Linked DNA regions of Sus scrofa: region 1 is linked to region 2. A link is a contact called in public Hi-C data. All regions are on one chromosome and are shown on one strand. Each heading gives the region's core, a stretch centred on a gene start, on an enhancer-like site or on the middle of the called end of the contact. The rest is flanking DNA. Distances are from core to core; before and after follow the strand shown. Region 1 has its middle 36 kb from the start of TECTB. Region 2 overlaps RBM20 (RNA-binding protein 20).

Region 1 (6,183 bases), core at 527-3,026, 1.6 Mb after region 2:
GAAATGCTGGATTGAAGAAGACTCTGAAGCCATGTCAAAACTCCCCGGAAAGTGGTATCTGGAATGGGACAAAGGAGGGGAATGAAAGTACTAAATTAGGTCTGATGGACTTTGTATCATTTATGAGATAAAGGGAGAATTTACCACTCTGCTTCAACCAGCGTGTAGCACAGTGTTTTGCATATAGGAGGCATTGAGTGAGTATATGATGGAGGGAGCGAGGGAGGAGGGGAGGAAGGGAGCCACACAGAACCAACCACAGTCATATAGTTTTTAAAAATTCTAATGGTTAAATCATTAGGAGAAAAGGTCTGCTGGACATCTACTCACCCTCTGGGACCGGTTTCCTGTAAGAGTTTCTTGATGGAAGAGAAAGCAGGCCTCTTCTCTGGACACTCATCCCAACACACTTCACCATGACACCACCTTTGCATTTCCCACCGCCTCTGAGAGGGACGGTCGAAGTGGCCCTGAGGCTGTGGGATCTCCGATTCGGCCGATGGTTTCTGAAATTCATTTAGAGTTTAGGTAGCTAAATATCTGAGCTTTGTGCCATTTAATACACTTCCCTTTCCACAGATGTGCTTTTAGATTTATAAGGTGAGTTCTTAAGTAAATTGAGTAGACTAGAATTTCAGAGACATCTGAATCGTTTACAAGAACTATTCTGCATCTACCTGGAAAATGAGGAATCCTAACGTAAAACATATAAGCACACCCTACCGAATCAGGTTTCTTTTAAGTTTTTCTAATAGAGCTTTTCTTGCAATGAAGCATAGCTCCATGTGATTTCAGGAGCATATTCATACTTCATATTGGAAATCCCCAAGTGTGTTTTATGCAATTTACATTCCATGTAGAATGTTAACGTGAAAGTTATTTTTACAACCAATAAATGTTACCACTATGTTCCCCCCTCTGGTTCTTTCACTTCCTCATTGCATATAAGGGACATTTATTAAATGTTCTGCTTAAGCAGAGTTTGTAAAGAAAATCATCTTTGGAGAACAACGTACACATGTTTAGGTATAAAAACACTGGGGGTAACGAAATGAAAGAATCTTAAATGTATTTTAAAAGCATAAGAAACCGTCTGCAAAGGCTACAGACCATATGATTCTGTTTACTTGACATTCTAGAAAAGGCAAAATTGTGGAGACAGAAAATAGATCAGAGGCTGCGGGGAGTTTAGGGAAGAGAAACGGTTGAATAGGGGAAGCACCAGGGAATTTTTTTTTAGGGTCATGAAAGTTCTGCACAAATTATGTGGGTGGCTCATGACATCGCGTATTTGCCAAAACTCAGAGGACTTTACAGCACAAAGAATGAATGTTAAAAAAATGCAAATTTGAAAAATACCAGTGGGGAGACTGGACAACACCAGGAGAGAATGCTGACTGGGACAAAAGACTCTTAACCGTATTACAAACTTATGGCGTAACCTCCCTAAATGGGATGGGGGTAAAATGCTGACCTACGTTAAGTTCTTTATTTTTTAAATTAAAGTATACTTGATTCACAGTGTTGTGACAATTTCAGCCACACAGCAAAGTGACCTGGTCATTATATATATGACCACACACACACACATACACACACATTCCCTTCATATATTATCTTCCATCACAGTCTATCCAAGAAACTTAACATAGTTCCCTGTGCTGTACAGTAGGACCTCACTGCTTATCCATTCTAAATGTACTAGTTTGCATCTACTAACCCCACACTCCCAGCCCATCCCACTCCCACCACCCCCCTTGGCAACCGCAAGTCTGTACCCCACATCTGTGAGTCTGTTTCTGTTTAGGTAATTTCTGAAATGACTAGAGACAGTGAGACAAAAAGTCAAAAGAAAGTACTTATCATCACTATACTCTAGTCGGTAAAATTGCTTCTCATGAGGGTAAGAGATGAACAACTCTGAAACTTCTGGACACATATACTGGGATTGAACAAACAAGTGAGTGGTTGGCAGATGGTGGGAGCCACGATTCTGGCTGTTGGAAAGGGGTGTTATAGACAAGCTATGGATAGAGACAAAAATAAATGAACCATGTGACAACGACATTGGAGATGTCAATATGAACTCATGTTAAGTTTCATAGAGAAGCATATGGATAGAGATATGAATGTGTCCGTGTACATAGGGGTTAGTATACACACGTATATTTCCTTGCTCTGTCCACGGAGAGGGGCTAGAAGCAATCATATTGCAGTAGCAGCAAGCACATCTGGCATCCAGGTGTTCATTCTCCAATAAAGGAGTCCAGATTTCTTTGAGAAACAGCTGATTCTAGTATTGATACAGGGACAATACAAGGAGAAGCCAAAGCATCTTGGACTAGCAGAAGGTAAGGAAGCACCAAACAAAACACAGCAGTGAGTATATGTCAAAAATACATAGATGCCAAGTGAAATTACATAGTCAAAGATAAAATAATGTGAGCAGGAGTTCCCGTCGTGGCGCAGTGGTTAACGAATCCTACTAGGAACCATGAGGTTGCGGGTTCAGTCCCTGGCCTTGCTCAGTGGGTTAACGATCCGGCATTGCCGTGAGCTGTGGTGTAGGTTGCAGATGCAGCTCGGATCCCGCGTTGCTGTGGCTCTGGCGTAGGTCAGTGGCTACAGCTCCGATTCGACCCCTAGCCTGGGAACCTCCATATGCCGCGGGAGCAGTCCAAAGAAATAGCAAAAAGACAAAAAAAAAATAATAATAATAATGTGAGCAAAAAAATAAAGTAGTATTAGATTATAATCCCAGATATAAAGTAACTATATAGTATATATATAAATATGGCATAGATTAGCAGATAAAACTACTATATCTAAAATAGATAAACAATAAGGTCCTACCAAATATATATATATATATATATTTGCTGTACACCAGAAATTAACACATTGTAAATCAACTATACTTCAATGAACAAACTTTGGATTTGAAAAGTAATATATATATATATACATAATGTAGAAATGCCTTATAATAAATAATTGAATAAATCAACAAATGGGAGAGAATATACAAATCTCTGGTAGGGATAAATTCCAAATAATTTATGTAGTATTTCTCCATTTAAGTCATTGGAGCAAACTCTCCAGTCCTTAGGGGGAGCCTTCCCATAGTGATGTCTTTCTTAAAAGAGAGTCTAGGAAGAGGGAAAATCGAGTCTCAAATGTTATGGGGCATCAGAATCACCTGGGGAGTGATTAAAATAATTAAAATTAATTAAAATATAGATTCTGCCCCCCACCCCCACCCCACCATTCCAATTCTGGAGAAGGTCTGGAGTAGGGCCTGAAATTTGCATTTCTAACAAGTTCCCAGGCCATGCTGCTGAAGCTGGTCCAGGGACCACACCAGGCCAGGGCTTCTCAGTCTGTGGATCTTTGACATCCAGACCCACTGGGTCAGGAACCCTGAGGATGGGATCCAGCAATTCTGGGTTTAACAATCCCTCCAGGTGATTCTGATACCCGCTAAAATGTTTGGGAAAATTTGATCTAGTGTATACACAGGATAGACATTTCGGCACCAGGATTGTTTGCAGAGAATTATAAGAAGTTAAAGGAAGAGTGTTAGGTGACATTGTATTTTTCCTGGTTGCAGCCCTGTGTATCCACAGGCCCCTGTGGTGGCTCTCATTTGCCTTGGGGACCAGAGAATTACAACAAGGGGGCAATATACCAATTGTCCAGTCTTCCCACCCCAGGTGACCCAAGCACATGGCAGCTGAGCTTAGCAAGGGCGGGTGGTCTCCTGCCTGGGCTCCATCAGGGACCATTTGTCTAACTGCTTGGTTCCAAATTCAGATGCACCCGGTTTGTTAATCTTTTAGGATAGGTCTCATCTCTGCTCCATTTGGCCACAGATTTGAAACCAGAATCTTGTTTCAAACAACTAGTATACTCAGAAAGGCTCCTGACTTGAAAAAGTCTCCAGAGGATGCATGAAAATCTAAAGATGAGACTTGGGAGGGACCATTGGGATGGGCTAGAAATGGGAGGCAAGGCAATAAGGAAGAATAGGAAAAAATAAAGGTATGCTGGGTTTACCTAGACTGACATAGAAACATACATCCTTATCCTCTCTCCACGACAGTGGTTCTCAACCTGAACAGCATGCTTCAGTCACCTGGGGAATCTTAAATCCCTGATGCCCAGGCTGCACCCCAGACAAATGACAGATTCTCTGAGGCTGAGATCCAGGTTTTAAAGTTCTCCACGGGTTCCTGCTATGGTGCAACAGATCATCAGGGTCTCTGCAGAACTGGGACACAGGTTCAATCCCCGGCCCAGCACAGTAGATTAAGGATCTTGTGTTGTGACGGCTGAGGCATGAGTCACAACTGTATCTCAGATCTGATCCCTGGCCCTGGAACACCATATGCCACCAGGCAGCCAAAAAGAAAAAAGTTCTCCAGATAATTCCAGTGTGCAGCCAAAGTGGAAATAATACAAAGTAGGTTTGTATTATACATACGATACATTTTTTACCCATCTTTTTTTTTTTTTGTTTTTTTAGGGCCACATCCAAGGCATATGGAGGTTCCCAGGCCACATCCAAGGCATATGGAGGTTCCCAGGCTAGGGGTCCAATCAGAGCTGTAGCTGCCAGCCACACCACAGCCACAGCAACACAGGAACCAAGCCGCATCTGCGGCCTACACCACGGCTCAAGGCAATGCCAGATCCTTAACCCACTGAGCAACGCCAGTGATCGAACCCTCAGCCTCATGCATACTAGTCGGGTTTGCTAACCACTGAGCCACAATAGGGACTCCCGGTTTTCTTATAAATCTTGATAAAAATTTTGCTTCATCTCCCAAGGCTTTTGCCCTCAATTTCCCATTGAATGTATTAAGCAACAACTTGGCCAAAGGAAAAACTTGAATATAGCCTTTATAAGTGGACAAATGGGCACCATTTATTTCAAAATTTTAAATGTGTTTAAAATACGTTTATCCCTTCAATTTCAGGAAGAGAAATCTATCCTGAAGAAACATGCACACATGTCCACAAACTCAAGCCTGGTCACTGTAGTCCTTAGGAAAGAATGAAGCAAATTTGTATATACAAAGATGAGGCAAGAGATGCCTAGGAAGACGGCAGAGCATGTGCAAAGGCTCTGGGGTAGGAACGTGTCTGGCACTTTGGAGGCACGTTAAAGGTAGCCTGTGTGAACAAAAGAAGCCGAGGCATGGGAGGTAGAATTAGAATGGAGTAGTGAGCTAAATGGTTGCAAAAGAGATGTGGCCACATCCTAATTCACAAAACATGTGACTGTGACCTTGTTTAAAAAAAAAATAGAATAGGGAGGGGTCTTTGCAATGTAGTTAAGTATCCGGGGTTGAGGAGGTCATCTTGGATTATCTGGGCGACCCCTAATCCAATGACAACTGTCCTCATAAGAGACATGCAGAAGAGATGTACATAGAGGAGAAAGCGATGAGAAGATGGGGCAGAGGTTGGAGCTACATGGCCACAAGTTTGGGGATGCTGGTACAGCCACCTTGGAAGAGGCAAAGAACGGATCTTACCTAGAGCATCTAGAGGGAGCTCAGCTCTGCAGAGCCTTGATTTTGGATTTCTAGCCTCTAGAACTGTAAGAAATTATGTTTCTGTTGTTTTAGGCCAAGAGACTTGTGGCCATTTGTTACAGTAGACACTGATATGTCCCAAGTTTTCAGTGGCCTTCAGTGATCCTGCAGGCCATCATAAGGACTGAGTTTTCATTCCCCACACGGGAAGTCAGGGGAGGGTTTTGAGTAGAGAAGTGACACGGTTTAACTCATTTTCTAAAAGAATTGCTCTAGCTGCTGTTATCAAATAAATTATGTAGTTCTGAGTTCCTTTTTTTTTTTTTAATGCCGAACTGTAATTTGTGTTCTAAGTTTGAAAAGAACCAGAATTTTAAAAATAAAAAAAAAGAATGGAATCATTTCTACAGTAATAAACACCTAACAGAACAATTAATAAAAGCGAGCATTTAAAAACTAGCCCAAATGGGAGTTCCCGTCGTGGCTCAGTGGTTAATGAATCCGACTAGGAACCATGAGGTTGTGGGTTCAGTCCCTGGCCTTGCTCAGTGGGTTAAGGATCCGGTGTTGCTGTGAGCTGTGGTGTAGGTTGCAGACACAGCTCGGATCCCACGTTGCTGTGGCTCTGGCGTAGGCCAGTGGC
Region 2 (5,924 bases), core at 1,368-3,867:
CTGTGATATTTTGCTGACCAAAGATCGTGGGAACTTTTCTATTAAAATGCAATTCAAAACTTTGAAAAATATGAATAGTATCCAGTTGCTTGTCAGTGTCTGCCACACCAGTGGAGCCAGTAAGCCCCGTGGGAAGGCTGTGTGGCGGGTCCTGACCTCAGAGAGCTCACGGTGTCTAGTTGTGGAGCCCCCACACCAGCGTGTGTGAAACTGCCAAAGAGTTACATGGAGCAGTGATGCTTTTGTGCTAGGCTGTGTACCATAGGCGATTCTGGAAACCAGGGCTCCTGAGGCATGGATCATTCAGAGAAGGCATCAAAGAGAATGCCTTGGACTTGGGCTAGATGTGGAGATGTAGGGGGCTAGCTTTCTGTTAACTCCTAAAATGGCAGTAAAAAACTGGACTCTTAAAATCAACTCTTTTTTCTTTCTTTTTTTGGTTGCCCTGCGGCATATGGAGTTCCCAGGCCAGGGACTGAATGCAGCCTATACCACAGCTGCAAAAATGCCAGATCCTTAACCCACTGTGCTGGGTCAGGGATGGAACCTGTGTCCCAGCACAGCAGAGATGCACCCGGTCCTATTGTGCCACAGCAGGAACTCCTTAAAATCAGTTCGTACAGTCATACTCACTAGCTGTGTGCCCCGGCGTAATTATTTATATCTTTTTAGCTTCAGTTTTTTTTTTTATTGAAGTATATTTGATTTATAATATTGTTAGTTTTAGATGTACCGCTAAATGATTGTTATATATATACATATATATAATTCAATTGTATAAATATATGTTAGATTCTCTTTCATTATAGATAGATCATTTCAGGTTATCGAATATTGTTCCCTGTGCTATATAGTAAATCCTTGTTGTTTATCTATTTTGTATATAGTGGTGTGTATCTATTAATCCCATACTCCTAATTTGTCCTTCTCCCTCCTCGTTTTTCCCCTTGGTAACCATAAGTTTGTTTTCTATGTCTGTGAGTCTGTTTCTGTTTTGCAAATACATTCATTTGTATTATTTTTTAGATGCCATATTTAAGTGATATGTCTGTTTTCCTCTGTCTGGCTGACTTTACTCAGTATGATAAACTCTAGGTCCATCGATGTTGCTGCAAATGGCAGTATTTTATTCTTTTTTATGGCTAAGTACGATTCCATTGTTCATATGTACCACATCTTCTTTATCCACTCCTCTGCTTTTAGGCACTTAGGTTGCTTCCATGTCTTGTCTGTTGTAAATAGCGCTGCTATGAACATTTGGGTGCATGTATCTTTTCAGATTAAAGTTTTCATCTTTTTAGCCTCTGTTTTGTATATGGGTGGTAAAAATACCCATAGCTCATTTACCATTTTAACCATTTTAAGGTGTACAATTCAGTGTTACTCATTACCTTCATAATATTGTGTGACATCACCACTCTCTAGTTCCAGAACTTTTTATCACACACAGAGGAGACCCTGTGTCCATTTAATACTCAGTCCCTCTTTCCTCAGTCCCTAATAACCACTGATTTGTTTCCTGTCTCTGTGGTTTTGCCTGTTATGGATATTTCGTATAAATGGAATCATACCATATGTGGCCTTTTGTGTCTGGCTTCTTTCACTCTGCACAGTGTTTTCAAGGGTTCTCCATATAGTTTGGCCTTGGTTTTATATCCCAAAAAATTACCATGTAAAAGGCACTGTGAGGCATGACTGGAAGAAAGAAACAGTTCATGCCTTTAAGGGTGTTTGTCTACCGGAGAAGAGAGGCGTGTGTTTGGTTCATTCTGACACCGGCAGTGACACTGGGGATACAGGAAAGAGTGCCCAAGTTCAGGAGTGAAAAAGTGCAGGTGTGTTTGGGTGAGGGCTGGTGGTCTGGGTGGCTGACACATGAGGCCTGTAGGGAAACAAGGTGGAGATGAACCCAGCAAGGCTGAGTGCCTTTCTGGAAAGTCTGGATTCATTCATTGTCAAGTAGGAGCCGTTGAAGCTTTTGAGCAGAGGCATGAAGTATTCCACCCTACTTTTAGGAAGACAGGGCAGGCATTATGGGCTCCCTTGGGGGCTGGGAATGATGGGAAGTGTTATTAGGTTAATTCAGGCAAGAAGGCTGACTAGTGAATTGGCAGCAGGAACAGCAAGGAGTAGATGAAGTTGCCATTTGCAGTGGACCCTGACTCAAAAGGCTTTGGCTCTTTGTGGCTGTGGGGGCTGAGAGGTGAGGAGGTGAAGATGGGCCCAAAGGGATCTCGTAGGAGGCCATCCAGTCCAGCTGCTGTCCTTTCTGCTTTGTCCTCATTGAGCTGGATGTCTCTTGAGACAGGTTACTAAGTAATAAAGGAGTTTTAATGATACTGTTAGGGAAGACTTGATGGGGTTTCTGGCAGAGCCCAGGTAATAACTTATCCCCAGTTTTCTCAGCTTCAGGAATTTTGAATCTTTAGCCTCAGTGCAAACTTCCTGCAGGGGCTTTGGATGCTTTAGGGACTAACCACACTGTCCCTTTTCCCTGGCCCATGCTGCAGTTGACCTTGGGGCCATGGTGCCCGTCCCCATTCTGCAGAGGAAGTACTTAGAGACTGCTTGTTGGCCTATCGGGACACGGCAGCTAAGTGGTGGGGCCCAAACCTGAAGCTGGGCCCCCTGCCTCCAGAGGAGCCCAGTCCTCTCTCCACTGCCCCGCCTTTGCGCTGTGCTGCTGAGGAGGGGGTCACTGCCTTCACTCATTCTGATTTTACCCCAGATGTTCAGCATTACTCTGGCTTTCCCTTTCCAGCTGTTGGCTTGGACGAGGTTAAGCGTTTGGGGGTGGGAGGGGGACGGTCATCTCATCTCCCAACATTCATGGTCTCCTGTGTACCCCCGACAAGTGAGCTAAGAGCTGGGGAAAGTGACTCAAGGATGCAGCTGATGGCTCAGCCAGGGCCAAAGGGAGCAGGGACTTGAGCATGAGAAGGAAGCAGGGACTGCAGTTCTGTTTCTGTCTTCCTAACCACGGGCATGTATTTTCTTGTCAGGACCGAAGAGAGTTCCTGGTAGTTTTGTGTGCACAGCCTCAGGGGGACCATGCTGGCCACCTTCCCAGGAATTGCATTTTTGCTGAGAAGCCAGAGGTGTGTGGCATCACTCCAACCAAACTGGGAGGGCAATCCCCTCCTGCCTGTGGAGTTGCTGCCTGCACAAAGGAATAGGTCCTGTGTATCCAAAAAAGTCAGTGACCCATTCAGGGGCCAGTTAGTCTCTCCAGTTAATCCTCGTTCATATGGGAGGAACAGGGGTAAATGGATAAACAGTTTTCAGAGTTTGAAAGAAAGAATTCACTTAAAAAAACCAGAATCCTTTCTTTTCTTCATTAACCCTCGGAGCTTCACTACTTAAGCTACCATCTCCATAAAGCATGTACACACACACACACACACACACACACACACACACTGAAGAATACTCAGCTTAAAACCATCTACCCAGATGTTGCTGCAGTGTCTACCATATTCACTAGGATTAAAGAAGCGAGAAATGTCAAAATAAACACTAAGTAGTAGAGTTTAAAAGTATGTAAGCACCAGTAAACATTTCTTGGTCACTTACTGTATGGCAAGTGCAGTATTGTAGTGGATGGAAAGATGTATGAGGCTTAGGCCTTGCTCTAAAGGAGCTCACTAGTTGGGAAGATGCCATCTGAGAACATAAAAAAGGCAACTGCCATCCTATAGCCAGCATCATGCTTATTAGGGTAACCTTAGAAATGTTCCCAGCTGGAATAAGAACTAAGATAAAGATACTAGATATCACCACCGTTCAACACAGTGCTAGAGGACTTTGCCAGCACAACAAGACGAGAAAAATAAATGAAGCTTAAGGATGGAAAATAAGAGAGAGTTTATGTGAAGATTATATGATTGTGTATCTTTAAAATTCAAGAATTTTGGAGTTCCCTTTGTGACCCCATGGAAAAGAATCTGACTAGCATCTATGAGAATGCAGGTTCCATCCCTGGCCTCAATCAGTGAGTTAAGGATTGGGCATTGCCTCCAGCTGTGGTATAGGTTGCAGACATGGCTGGGATCTGGTGTTGCTGTGGCTGTGGGTAGGCCAGCAGCTCCAGCTCTGATTTAACCCCTAGCCTGGGAACCTCCGTATGCCTCGGGTGTGGCCCTAAAAAAGACAAAAAAAAAAAAAAATCAAGAATTTTGAAAAGTATTATATATAGTAAAAGAGGTAGGCAAGGTTGCAGAGTACATTATCAACATACAATCAGCAACAACATTTCAGTACAGCAATAACTTATAGGGAATACTCTAGGGAATACATGGTACCTAGGAATCAATTCAATAAAACATGTGTAAAGCTTTAATGGAGAAATCATAAGACGTTATCGTAGTATAAGATAAATGGACAAAGATGTGTTCATAGATTGGACAACTTATTAGCATACAAGCATCTCATTTAAGACAAGTCTAATAAAAATTGAATGATTTCTCTTAGAACTACAAAAACCAATTCTAAAATTCTTTTGGAAGAGTAACGTACATAAATAGGTCTGATATTTCTTGGGAGGGGGTGAAGAACAAGGAAATCAGTAAAATATGTTAGCAAGCAAAAAAGCAGACCTAAGGATCCCTGTGAACTTGGCGTGGAGTAGTCATGCCTTATAAATTGGTGGGAAAGGCTGCCTTCTTCAGTGACTCATGCCAAGACAACTGGCTTTCTGTAGAAAAATATTAGATCCTTATCACACAGCGTACACTAAGAATAAATTTTAGCCAACCCTAAGTGTGAAAGTCAAAACTTTACAAGTCATTGTTAGAAGATAACCCCAGGGGACTTTCTTTATGACCTCAGAGGTTGAAAAGAATGTCTTAGAAAAGACCTCAAAACACATAATGCAGAAGTGAATAGGTTGATAATTTGAGCTATGTTAAAATATTTTTATTTATGGATGTATAGTGTAAGGATATGGCTTAGAAGTATGCACACACATGTTGCTTCTGGACAGTGGGGGAGGGGAGAGGATGAGACAGGGGACCCAACTTTATCCATAACGTTAAACACAAGGAAATGTTAAACATTGGTTAATTCTGAATGGTGGAAACATAAAGCTTGTTGTTTTTATAAATTTTTTTACAAAGTTTTTAAATTGTATTTTATTGTTCCAGTTTTACCAAGATATAATTGACATGCAGTGCTGCATAAGTTTAAGGTGTATAGCATGGAGATTTGACGTACATACATCATGAAATGATTGATTGTCACGATAAGTTTAGTAAACATCCATCATCTCAAATAGGTGCAAAATTAAAGAAAGAGAAAAATTTTTTTCTTTGTGATGAGAACACTTAGGATTTGCTCTCTTAATAATTTATGTAATACTTAATTTACTTATATACATACCTAACATATATAGCGTACAGCAATGTTAATTAATATAATACTTAATTTACTTATATACATGCTTAACATATATAACATACAGCAGGGTTAATTATGTTTATTATCTTATACATTACATCCTTACATTCCCTAGTACCCTTTTTTTTTTTTTTTTTTTTTGGTCTTTCATCTTTTTAGGGCCACACCTGAGGCATATGGCATATGATGTAGGTTTCCAGGCCAGGGGCTGAATCGGAGCTATGGCTACCAGCCTGCGCCACAGCCACAGCAATGCAGGATCCAAGCTGCATCTGCAACCTACACCACAACTCACAGCAATGCTGGATTCTTAACCCACTGAGTGAGCCAGGGATGGACCCCATGTCCTCATGGATACTAGTTGGGTTCGTTAACCACTGAGCCATGACAGGAACTTGCCTAGTACTTATTTATCTTATAACTAGAAGTTCGTGCCTTTTGACTGCCATCATCTAGTTCCCTCTTCCCTACTCCCTCTTTACACATTTTTTTCTATTTTTTTTTTCTTTTTTTTTTTGGCTGCCCCTGCC

What was found. Hi-C and Micro-C count contacts between places; a contact is called where the count stands out from the background.
Region 1: a contact with region 2 is called in a Hi-C map of retroperitoneal adipose tissue, with 2.3 times the contacts expected there. The contact joins two enhancer-like sites. A contact is called at or near these places in 3 of 47 Hi-C or Micro-C datasets (embryonic fibroblasts, omental adipose tissue and retroperitoneal adipose tissue).

What each region holds. Positions count from the first base shown.
Region 1 is chr14:122,723,660-122,729,842 of Sscrofa11.1, forward strand. It overlaps the pseudogene LOC100626929. Among named protein-coding and RNA genes, the nearest start is that of TECTB, 36 kb to the left of the region's middle. Within about 2 kb of position 1,777, at least 8 of the 83 cell types and tissues checked have an H3K27ac peak or open chromatin away from gene starts, as enhancers often do. A contact at or near this core is called in retroperitoneal adipose tissue, where this site is marked.
Region 2 is chr14:121,169,909-121,175,832 of Sscrofa11.1, forward strand. All of the region lies in intron 1 of RBM20 (RNA-binding protein 20), which reads left to right. Among named protein-coding and RNA genes, the nearest start is that of PDCD4, 99 kb to the right of the region's middle. Within about 2 kb of position 2,618, at least 7 of the 83 cell types and tissues checked have an H3K27ac peak or open chromatin away from gene starts, as enhancers often do. A contact at or near this core is called in retroperitoneal adipose tissue, where this site is marked.